2 separate regions of the Rattus norvegicus genome follow, and region 1 is linked to region 2. Evidence: chromatin contacts called from public Hi-C data. All regions are on one chromosome and are shown on one strand. The core of a region is the stretch at or near the end of the contact, and the rest is flanking DNA. Distances in the headings are between cores, read along the strand shown. Region 1 holds the start of LOC103690545 (small integral membrane protein 7-like). Region 2 holds the start of Klf7 (KLF transcription factor 7).

What was found. Hi-C and Micro-C count contacts between places; a contact is called where the count stands out from the background.
Region 1: a Hi-C map of the A7r5 cell line shows a contact between it and region 2, with 4 times the contacts expected there. The contact joins the promoter of LOC103690545 here to the promoter of Klf7 in region 2. A contact is called at or near these places in 6 of 12 Hi-C or Micro-C datasets (the A7r5 cell line, the Rat2 cell line, Schwann cells and 3 more) and 1 of 1 datasets of contacts at active chromatin or transcription factors (oligodendrocytes).

What each region holds. Positions count from the first base shown.
Region 1 is chr9:73,317,478-73,323,275 of GRCr8, forward strand. It overlaps LOC103690545 (small integral membrane protein 7-like), which reads right to left and starts at 3,164. Exons shown (of 1, transcript XM_039084969.2): 1 at 2,529-3,164. The coding sequence starts at 3,156. The coding sequence ends at 2,929.
Region 2 is chr9:73,018,160-73,023,743 of GRCr8, forward strand. Klf7 (KLF transcription factor 7) reads right to left here and starts at 1,897. Exons shown (of 4, transcript NM_001399681.1): 1 at 1,431-1,897. The coding sequence starts at 1,532. LOC103690543 (a long non-coding RNA gene) reads left to right here and starts at 2,003. Exons shown (of 2, transcript XR_010054801.1): 1 at 2,003-2,169.

The DNA of each region.
Region 1 (5,798 bases), core at 1,914-4,413, 300 kb after region 2:
TATTTGACCCTATATACTTTCTTCAAACCTTCCCTATGGTGAACCCATCTTAGCTGCATAGCAAAAATGCTAACAGAAAATGATTTTGAAAAAGACAGACACTGGTAGAACAGAAAGTGAACCTTTTACATGCTGACCTTCACAGGTTGAATAATTGCTAGCTGCTACAGCAGTCAATTCTAAATTTCTGTTTTTATACTTAGAATCATATATGTTTGATTTGGAGTTCAGGAGAGGCCATGAGAGCATCTTGGAAGAGGTGTACACTCTGTGCCTGGAAACAAGGGTAATTCTGGGCAGAAAAAGGAATCTGCATGAACAGGCTGTTAAAATCCCACCCCTCCCCAATCTATTCTGTTCATTTCTCCTTTTCTTCCTTATCTCTTTCTTTCTTTCTTCTTCCTGTGGTGGTGATTTTGTGTTACTTTTGTTGGTTGGTTGGTTTGGTTTTGGTTGTTGTTGCTGTCGTTGCTGTTGTTATTGTTTGAAGGGTGGTGTTGCTTCTGCGGGGAGGAGGAAAAGCCTTGCATATGCTAGGAAACAATCTACTCCATCTACCACTGAGTCATAGCCCCAGAATCAATCTATCTATCTATCTATCCATCCATCCATCCATCCATCCACCCACCCACCCACCCACCCACCCATCCATCTATTGTTCCTGAGGCACTGCGGTCTATAACTCGTTATGGCCCAGGCTGCCCTCAAGCACCTTTCAGTCCTTCTCTCTCTCCCCCCAGAAGCTGGGATTATAATCATGTTCCCCTATATCTATCTTACCTTAGATAGCTTCCTGTGGTGCTGGGTTACACCAAGGCCTCATACATGATAATCAAGTGCAGCTAAGCCAGATTCCCACAGGCCTACACTGTTCTTTTCCTGTTAAATTAAAATATTTTAAATAAAAATTCTAATTTGGGGTCTCTCATTAAAATTTTAAGATTTAGGATTAGACTCATTTTTATGCTGGAACTGAATGATGGGCACTGAGGTGAAAGTTTCCCTCCATGGTTTGTCACAATCCCCACCCCCCCTAACACCACTCTGTTCACCTCCACTAGGTCCACCAGCTGTGTTTTCTCTACTGCTCCTCAGCTGTCATCAAAACTAGAGGGAAAAATGTTCAGTCCTTCCCCTTTCTTGGGATGGGGAGAATCTTATTTTTCTCACAAAAACTCTTGGATCACATATAACCTGTATTATGTAGTCTACACTTTATTCTTGTTAATCTTGTTATAGGAACCTTGGCCACAAACTTAAGTGACATATGTAGAAAAAGATGTCTTTCCTCCAGTATGGTTTGAAATACAAAAATTAAATATATATTATATACATAATATGTGTATTTTAGTATATATTTATGTGCATATCATATATCATCTTATATATTACACATTACACATTACATGTTATATATATATACACACACACACTGTATACACACACATGCGCGCGCACGCACACACACACACACACACACACACACACACACACACACACATTACGCCAGTCACCAGGGATCTGTTCTGTGTCCTCTTTTCCTAGTGTTCATTTAATCAAAGTTTCCTTAGATCCAAGCATGATGAGAAAAAACTCCAATTCCCCCAACCCCCCTTGTCTTGCAAACCCACTGTGTGGAAACTGTGCCCACGGTGTCTCATTGGTGATGTGGGATGTCTCAGCCCTGACAACTCTAGTCATCCAGCTCTTTGTAGAGAAGCTGCCACTGTCCTCCTCAACTGAAGACTACTGTGGACATTGGTTCTCAGGTGGTGACACTACTGCTCCCAGGGACGTTAACCATCTCTATACATGACTGTTTTCCCCTGTCACTGTAAGAGAGGTACCTACCAGGTGCTTGGAATGTCTCTGAGCATCCTAGATGGGCCCTTGGCAGAGGGAACCAGTGAGTGCTACTAAAATAAGCAATGCATCTCTCCTTGATGTTACATAGAGGAAAATCCACGCAGGACAGTGCGCCATTATGAAAATATCTCTTACGCTCTAAGAGAGACTAGAACTTTGCTGGACCTCATAGCGAGAATGGTTAATATTTCCTGAGGCCACTTAAGACCGCCATCCTACTGTGTACTCATCCTGTGTTGTTTAACCTGCCTTTAAGATGAGAATATAGCAATCAACCTGACCTGCCCTGGGTTTGCCATGTAATTAACTTTTCCAAGTTAAACTAATGCATAACTGCATCTGAAATCGTGTGCTCTGCCGTGCCCCTGACCCGGCAAATAATGCACATCCGTCTGTATGTTATGGTAATAAATGCTAGGAACAGCAAAAGGGCTGAAAGTGGTCTTATAAAAATGATTAGTCACCATAAATGCTGGATGCTGTAACATATGGATGTGGCTTGGTGGCACTGGTTTGTTTGTTATCCGGGTCAGTGCAGGGTCAGTTAGAGTTCAAGATTTCTGTAAAGTATCCCGCATTCCTTCCCCCATGTGATGCCCGGAAGCAAAGCCCATTGTGAGGGACTCACAGACACAAATAAGGACAGACAGACTCAAAAGGCAGTGTTTAGGAGTCGAATTCAGACTCATACGGTAATCGGGAAGAAACAAATCAAATCAAAACAATCAGGAGCAAGTCAACCAAGAAATAGCCCGTGTCAGGTTTCTGGAGAAGCTGGGCAAAGACGGAATGGCCACATGGAGAAGATCTAGGTGTGTCTTTGTCCTAACAAAGCCCAACTGTGTCACTGTGTCTTACAGGACTTCCCGAAACTGCAAAGTACAGGCGGAACTAGGGCGAAGGAGGGGTTGGGTGGCTGGGTGATGGACGTTCTCTACCTAAATGAGCTCAAGCCTTCAGGGCAGCTCCTTGGTCTTCCGGTGAGAAGCATTCTTGAAGTCAACAGAAACAGAAACGAAGCCGTGGATGTCCCGCAGGCAAGCTCTGGGTTCCATGCGGGGCTCAAGAGCTGAACAGTTCGATCGTGCAGAGAATCATGAATCCATTCCACAGCGCGATGAAGACCCGGAAGTTCCTTAGGCTCACTAAGAATTCCCGGCTGTTGTTTCCTGTGCTGGGTTCCCTCAATTCCTCCCCAAAGTCTTGCTTGTCCTTCTTTTTCAGTTTAAAGTTGAGCACAGCCCGGGCGTTCATCAGCGACCTCCCGAACAGCAGTATGTCTCCCATCATCCTTACAGCCTTACATCCTTTGGAAGACAGGGGTCAGAGAAATAGAGAATTCAAGTCCAGGCTCACTCTTGATTAAACTGTGCCAAAGGGAAGTGTTTCTTAATCCCTTTCCTTAATGTGACACCAACACATTACTGGTAACTGAGTTTACCATTAAAGTGTTCAAATCAGTACATGTGAGGAGCATGTGAGACTGAGGAACTTTAAACGAACACCCAGGATAGCCTGAGTTCATGAGTATCATGAAGACCCCTCAATGGGGATGTCAATTTGGACATCTCAGGTGCCAAAAGCCAATGGAATCTCCTCATGCTGTTGTCTGGTCTGCCTGCAGTGGTGAGTGGTAGGGTCCCAAGGAAACGGAAAATGTGGATGTCTCAAGTCTGCTAAGCCAGTAGGTGGAGCAGTAGCAGTGACCTCATCTCCTTGTTCTTTTCATCAAGTCCAGTGCCATTCTCCTCCAGCCTCCATCACAAGAAACTGGCCTGGCTTTCCAAGGAGCCATGTCTCACTTAAGCTCCCAAACTGCCCTCATCGTGGGGGAATTCTGCCTCTTGGCGCCTGGCTGAGGGCGGCTCAGCGGCTGGTCCTTTATGAGCCAACCCACAGCGGGAAGAGACGGTAGGTTTAATCCATATGGCGATTTGGCACTTTACAAAAATGTCAGAGTCCTCATAGCAGCTACTGCTATCCAAGGAGGTCGGTTCCTCTTAAAACCTTCTCATCTGAACTCTGTGAAAGGCGGAGACCTATCAGGGAAGAGTGAAGAGCTGGTTTGTTCCCATTTACAGATCTCTGTCCTCAGGAAGAGGAGGGGATGAGACAGTTTGCTGGGATAAAATGAAACGACGTCTGCAGCACACCACTCCCCAGGGATTCAGAGCAGAAAACATTCTCGAGAGATGTGGACACTCAACTTCCCAGTCTTGTTAAAGTAGAACAGAAGCAGGAATTTAATTGAGACCCAAAAGCTGACCCTCGCCTCCTTACACCCCTCCGTTCAGTCAAAGGCAGGCTGTTACGGACACTCTTAGGTTTGTTTATGAGTGTGGATATCTCCTTTCTGTTTGCAGCTTTCTTTTCATTTTTTTTACATATTGTGTGTGTGTGTGTGTGTGTGTGTGTGTGTGTGTGTGTGTGTACACATATGTACATGTGCCACAGCACATGTGAAGGTCTAAGATCACTTGCAGGAGTCGGTTTTCTCCCTCCATCAAGTGGGTTCTTAGTAACCTGATGTCCTTACCCACTGAGCAATCCCACCATCCAGGAAGACTTTGAAAAGTCCTATTGCCACTCCAGATAGAAAAAAGGCGTTGAACAAGACGGTAAGTGGACAAAGAGAGACACAAGGTGCCTTTGCCTTTACCACCTCTGAACCGAATTCTTGACATTCATTATTAATGTGTTATGTTCATAATAGATGTTAGAATCAAAATCATTTGCCTGATTATTCACTTTTTGACCCATGGGTCAGAAAACAGCCTATTTATAATTCTGCTTGAGGAAAACATTTAAGAAACGGACACAAAGGTAGCCCACCACTCCATTAATTCACAAGCTGAGCTGGGCCTCTGAACCCTGGACCTCACTTTGGATTTCGTGCACGAGAGAGAGAGGGAGCTGGGCATGTGAAAAGGCCTGAGCAGATCACCAGGCAGGCACTAACTCTCATGCGGTTCAGATACCAAGGCGGGGGACGAATAATGAGAGCTTAATAAAATCCATTTCAAATCACTACAGGGCAGAGTCAAGAGTCCCAAGGAGAGTCCACAGGGAGACATAGTGACAGCTGAAATTACCATCATTCTGATAGGCACCCAGCTAAGAAGCCCTTCCCAGTGCTTAACGGTATTCAGCTATAGGGCTTTCTCCCAGCCACCAAAGACATCTGGGCTGTGATGGTCCCCTGTGGGATCATCTCTGGAGCAGAGAAAGAGGTCAAGGCAGACACAGGCAAAAGACGTTTTTAAAGAAGGGTGGCAGAGAGAGAAGACAGTGAAAATGGATGCATTCTTGAAAGCATGCGTGTAGAAAGCTAGCCTGCACTTCTCAACTACTGGAAAGTATTCTGTTACAGTAGGTAACGTCTACAGTATTTCCTGTGTGTTAAACTCGTCCTACACACTTTTCAGTCACTCAAATGATCATCGCATCAGCCCCTGTATGTAGCATTCTACCAACCTTACTAGTCAGGCAGAACATGTACCCTTGCTACACAGTTGGCGAAGGACAAAGCTGTAAGCTGTAAGTGGGGAGTCTGACAGGAACCTATGCACACCCCACTGACCTGTGGACCTCTCTCAGCCAGGGAGTGGCTACGCTAGACTTCCATAACTGTGGCAGAATCTTTGTGCAACCGGGTTTCAGGGTTAACCTGGAAGCTGTCTGTGTGCGCTGGTGAAGGAGAGAGTTGAAACATGGGGAAAAATGCTCCAAAGAGAGGAGCTCTGGAAAATCACAAAGAAAACAAAAGATACATGGAAGGTATGGAGAGAAGGATGGGTGAGGAAAAGAAGGGAAACAGCCTGGTGGAGGGAGCATGACTCAGTTTTCCCTCTACTGCCATTTAAACACCATGAGCAAAAATGAGTTGGAGGAGGAAAAGGTTTATTCCAGCTTATACTTCATAGTCCATCGCT
Region 2 (5,584 bases), core at 647-3,146:
AAAACTCCGCAGCCTCCAGCCAGGCAACAACTAGTAACAACGGCACAGTGTGAAGAGTGAGCGTTTTACCACTGGCTTCCTATACCATGAGCTCAACACCGCTTCCTAAAGCAGCAACTGTTACATCCCAGCCTCAAGCTGGCAAATCCTGCTTTGGATCCTGGCAGAGGAAACTCAGCCGTTCATTAGCCTTAACAAGCTGCTGTCACGGAGCAGAGAAGTTACAAGAGCAGCCACACACCAAGGATCGCAGGGCCCTCCCCAAGGGCAAGGGTTTTTGGGTTTTTTTTTTCCTCCTCCAGGATGGACTGTACAAATTCACACTCCGAACCGTGCAAATCCAGACTGTCTTTCTGGACTTTCCACGGTGCACACTGTAGAGTTTTTAAACACCCATGGTGTCCCCTATCCCCAACCGCCCCGCCCCCATCCACCACCATCTTTCCTGCAGAATGTCCCCTCAGCACCTCCTAATCGCTGCTGGAAAAACCACTGTTTCCGCAGCAGACCCAGCACTTTCCACTGACCAGCACTTTCTTTATTCCACTTCACAAAGCCCAGTGAACTTGTCCCCCAGTCAGGCTTCAACGTCCCTGAGATGCCAAGCGAACTTGGCACCGGTACCCTTTAGCATCCTAGGAGTTTTCTAAACTAGTCCTCTAAGACAAAGTAGGGAAGCACAGAAGCACACACCACCCTTTGTCCAAGGTGGTGCTAACCTGAGAGACACCCCAAACAAATAAACAAGACACAAGGACACAGTAGAGGCTGCTCCTTCTGGAGGCATTAGCTGGGGAAATGTACAATGCATTGTCAGCCTAAGAGAGATACATCTCGTCTTCCTTGTACATATCCTTAAGCGTCTTTTGTCACCTGGCTTCTCTTCCTACAGCTCACCTTGTATAATCTAAAAATCAAGCTCCTGTTCTGAATTGACACTCGCTAAATCACTGGGAAAAAACACTCCATGCCACCCTCACCCAACCCCCCTTGACGGTCCTCAGGACCAGTTGAAATAGATAAAGCTGATTTAAGTACTAAGACCAGAACTCCTGCATCTAGGAACGTGGTATCCTGTCAACCATTGCTCGACCACCTTCCCACCCGGCTCCTCCAAACCCCAGAAGTTCGCCAGCAATTCTCTTGCCGGGGGACAGCGAGCCGACAACGTGTGCGCAAGGATGTGTGTTGGTGACAGAAACGCAGGCAGCTAGGACCAGCTCAGCTCAGCACACTAAGGGGTTAGGGGTGGGTGGAGAGGTAAGCGCATATGATTGTTTCACAAAACATTTTAAACAACACACAGCCAAAAAATAAATAAATAAGAAAAAAAGAATTAAAATGTTTTTCAACTCAAAGCCCACACCAAATGCAGCCCCTGCGTCTCCGCCGCCGCCACACGATTTACACAAGTAATTTAAATCATTCACCTGCTGCCAGGTCTCCTCCAGGGATGGCAAAGCTGAGAAGTAGCCGGTGTCGTGGACAAGTTGTAGCTCCTGGAATATACTATAACTAGCCAACACGTCCATGCTGCTGCTGCCGGGCAAAACCGGAGGAGAAACCCTCCCCCGAGCTCAGCTGGGTCTGTTTGTTTGTCAGTCTGTCTGGCTCACCCCCCAAGAAGGCAGACATCCAGTGGCCCTTTTGTTTTGTTTTGTTTCAGTCAACTAAAAAAAGGAGAGAAAAAAAAATCAATGCAGGAGAGAGGGAGAGAGGAGGTGAGAGAGGAGCGAGTGAGTCGGGTGGATGGAGAGAGGGATCCAGCGTGTACAGTGCAGATGACTGCCAGGAAAAGGGGACTTCACGGGAGTAACAATTCCCTTCCAGGGCTCTAATCACTCCAGCTCGTGGATCAGGAAGGGGGACGCAAACTCACTGACACGAAGCTGCCATCTATATCTGCAGCGCTGTTCGCTCCTAATGCAATCTTTGCTCTTTATTTTGGGAGGTTGCATTTTTTTTCTCGCGATCGCTTCTCGCCCCCCCACCCCTTCCCTTCCCTCCCCACCCCCAACCCCATCCTCGCTAGTTTGTAGTCCCCCCCCTCCCCCTTGTCTCCTCCTCCTGCTCTTCCCCCTCCCCAAACTCCCTCCCTCCGCCCTGCTTTGCGCGCAGCCGTGGGATCTCGGAGGAGGACGTCCATGAGGCCGCGTGTGACCATGTAAGGTAAACAGGGGGCTCATGAAGTCACTGAGGACCAATGCGGCACTCGGAGCGGACCCTGGGGCGGGGCCAGGCCCCGACGGCAGCCGCCGATTGGCGCGCTGCGGATCTCCCTGCTGCCTTACAAGGCGGTACAAGGCAAGCTATTTTTAGAGGGCTATATAAGGGGGTAGAGGAGTCCGCCAGCCGGCCGGGGAGCTCGAGCGCTAGGGAGGGTTGCTGCGACACTTGCGCTGGCTCCCGGGACTCCTAGGCGGCTGGGCTCGGGTTGCGCGCTGGCCTCCGACCCTAGCTGCAGGGCTCGTCCGAGCCGACGGCGCCCGGACCCCGTGCATATCCGAGGGAACGGGTTGCCGCGGTGGCCGATCGGGAGGTGCGGTCCCCAGTCCTGGGTTAGGATGCCTCCTGCGGGAGTAGCCGGTAGAGCGGCGGTGCAGCCGTCGGGGGCAAGTAGCTCTTTGTACTCGGCATTCCTGCCAAGCATGGGGAAGAAGGGTAGCAAGGGAGAGGCCAGGCTCAGAACAGCGTCACGTACCCCAAACTAAAGCCCAAAAGCCAGTTCCGAATTCCCCACAGGGTGCAGAAATGAAGTGCCAGAGGAGGAAGTGCCTCACAATGGCAGAGAACAAAGGCGAGCTGCGCGGAGACTTGTTTGTGCCCGCCCCCGACGTTGCACGCTGGCCCCGCCCCGGCCCGCGCGCCTCCGTGCGCGTCGCCGTTCGCCTATCGCCCTCCTGTTCCCCTGAACGGAGCCTAAAACCTGGCCAGGAGTCTGATGTCTAGCATATTAGAATGTGCATGAAGAAGAATAGGAGGAGAGTAGGTAGAATTAGGGTGCAGGTTGGAGCATGCAGCCAGCTAGCAGATCCTTACAAGAGGTTTATCCAGTAGCTTCCTGGAGGAGTGTGCATAGCAGGGGTAGAGCAAGGCTCTAAAGATATCGAGATTCTGCAAGCTCAGAGATGGAAGCCTGTGCAATGCACGTGGTTAAGAGTTGCCCAATTGTTTGCTTGACCTTAAATGGCTAGTATGGCTTCTCCAAAATACACCGAAAGCTGGACTACTTTAGGAATAACTACAGAATTCAGTACTTAGAGACAAGAAACATCCTTGTACATTCAATTTCATCGTCTCCATATCATTCCCTTCTGTTGATAACAATATTAAATTAGTTTAAAAAAAAAAAAAAAAACAAAAGATCACCCATCCCCCAGAGGAAATTAAATAAATTACTAAGATTTGAGAAAAACTGGTTTATTTGCCCTTTAGTGCCTGAGATTCTCGTTAGTCAAAGAACAAAACTCACTGTATTAATTCATTGAGGTCTTGCTTACAATATGCGGCCACCGATTAGCTCCATGACTTGAGCAAGTGGCAGTGACGGCCTCTGCTTCCCAGGAACAATCACAAGAACAAGAATGCAAATCTCTGCCATTCTTGTTAGAAGAAGCAAAATGCTGTTTGCAATTCTTCTAGCATAGTATGTCACTGTTAGAGGCACTAAATGTTAGCTGTCACTGTCCTCAGACTTTAAGCAAGGAAATTAAATAGTACCTGAACTAATAGTCTCCACAGGGAACAGGCCAGGGTTTAGAAGAAGAAAGTGAGGTAGCAAAACCTTGCAATTATTGGTTAGATCTCACCCTGTCCACTCTTCCCCCAAAGCTATCTGATTGTAAGTCTTGGGCAGAAATCTATTGAGAGATCCTAATGCAGATGTGTACATGCGTAATAAGAAAACGAAAAGAAAAAAGCAACCTTGGATACAGCAAGATCACATAATTTGCTGTTTAAGACTCAAGGCAATTAAATTATTGTATTTTATATTTATACTATTACTATTTCTATTTGGTTGTTTTGGATTTTGTTTTTGTTGTTTTCTTCAAGGCAATGTTTCTCTATTTAGCCCTGACCAGTCCTGTAACTCATCTTTGTAGACCGGGCTGGCCTCAAACTCCTGCCTCTACCTCCTGAGTGCAGGGATTAAAGGTGTGCTCCACCACACCTGGCTTATTGCAAGCTTTGATCAATATATATCTTAACTTTGGAGTTTGGAAATTTGGGAAATGTTGATCACACTCTTCGTACATCGACATTCTATGTGCCCAGTCTCCTTCCACCCTCAGCATGCCACCCACATAGGGTTTTCAACTTAGAAGATGAAGGTCTCCAGGCTTAGTATATAAATTAACGATGGTCAGACAAGCAGAAAGTGACCAGGCAGTGTGCTTCAAGTCCTGGAGAGTCTGACTTATAAGGCTTCTGCATGAGCTCTGCATGGCAAAACATTGAGGTTTTGGTTTTAAGTTCATATGTGTTTATTGACATTGCTCTGGTGGGTTGGAAGACTGCCGTCGAAGCTTTCCCTGTGGAACTTTCAGGCACCCAGCCTACAAAATGAACAAACAAAACGACGTTTTACAAAGTAAATCCTACAAATTAGACTTGGAGGTCTTTTTCAAAATGTTATAGGACATTTAAGAACTCATTCTAAGGGGTGTAGGCAACAAAGTGCTCTAAAATGCATGGTTTCAACATTCGTCATATTTAGATATTGTAATTTTTTATTTGTTTTTAATTTACTACCTTCCCTTTCCTCCCTCCAACTCCTCTCATGTCCCCTCCTGTTCCCTCTCAAATTCATGGTCTCTTTCTCTTGAGGGGTGTGTGTGTGGTGTATGCTTAAATATGTAAATATAACCTGTTCAGTCCATTTAGTGTTTCTTGTATGCTTATCATTTTAGGGCTGACCTATTGGTATTGGCTAGCCAATAGGGAGCTCAGCCCTGGAGAAGACTGTTTCTCCTGCTCTCAGCCTTCGGTTTGTTTTGTCTACAGGGTGGGGCCCTGTGAGATTTCCCCCTTCTCTGTTACCACGTCTATTGATATTCTGCTTGTTCAAGTCTAGGCGCGATACAACCCCACAGCAGATTTCTTTAGTCTTCTGGCTCTCAGGATCTTTCTGCCTCTTCCTCCTTGATGCTCCCTGAGTCTTGGATGCAGGAGTTTTGTTGTGGATATAGCAGCTGAGGGGAGGCACCCCCAGATTACTTGTTCTCTCGGATTTGACAAGTTGTGGTTTTCTGTTCTGGTATCTGACTAGCAAAGCGACATTCCACTGATGAGGAGTGAGAGCCACCCTCATCTGTGGGTGTGCAGAGAAGGTGGCCGAATGAAGTGGCAGTAATGGGTTCTCCTGTAAGATCCTGGTTAGTTGACTAGATCTCCCTCCTGTTGAGAAGCCTTAAGTCCAATTAGAGAGCTGATGGTTGCCGGCCAAGATGAGAGCCCTTGCGGTTACCAACCATGCTAGTTGTTGTGATTCACAGGCTGGGTGCCCTTGCTTTCCTCTCTTGGAAGCTTGGATGGTGCCTTCCCCTGCTGTGAAAACTAATCCTCAGGGAGCAGTCTTTCAGGT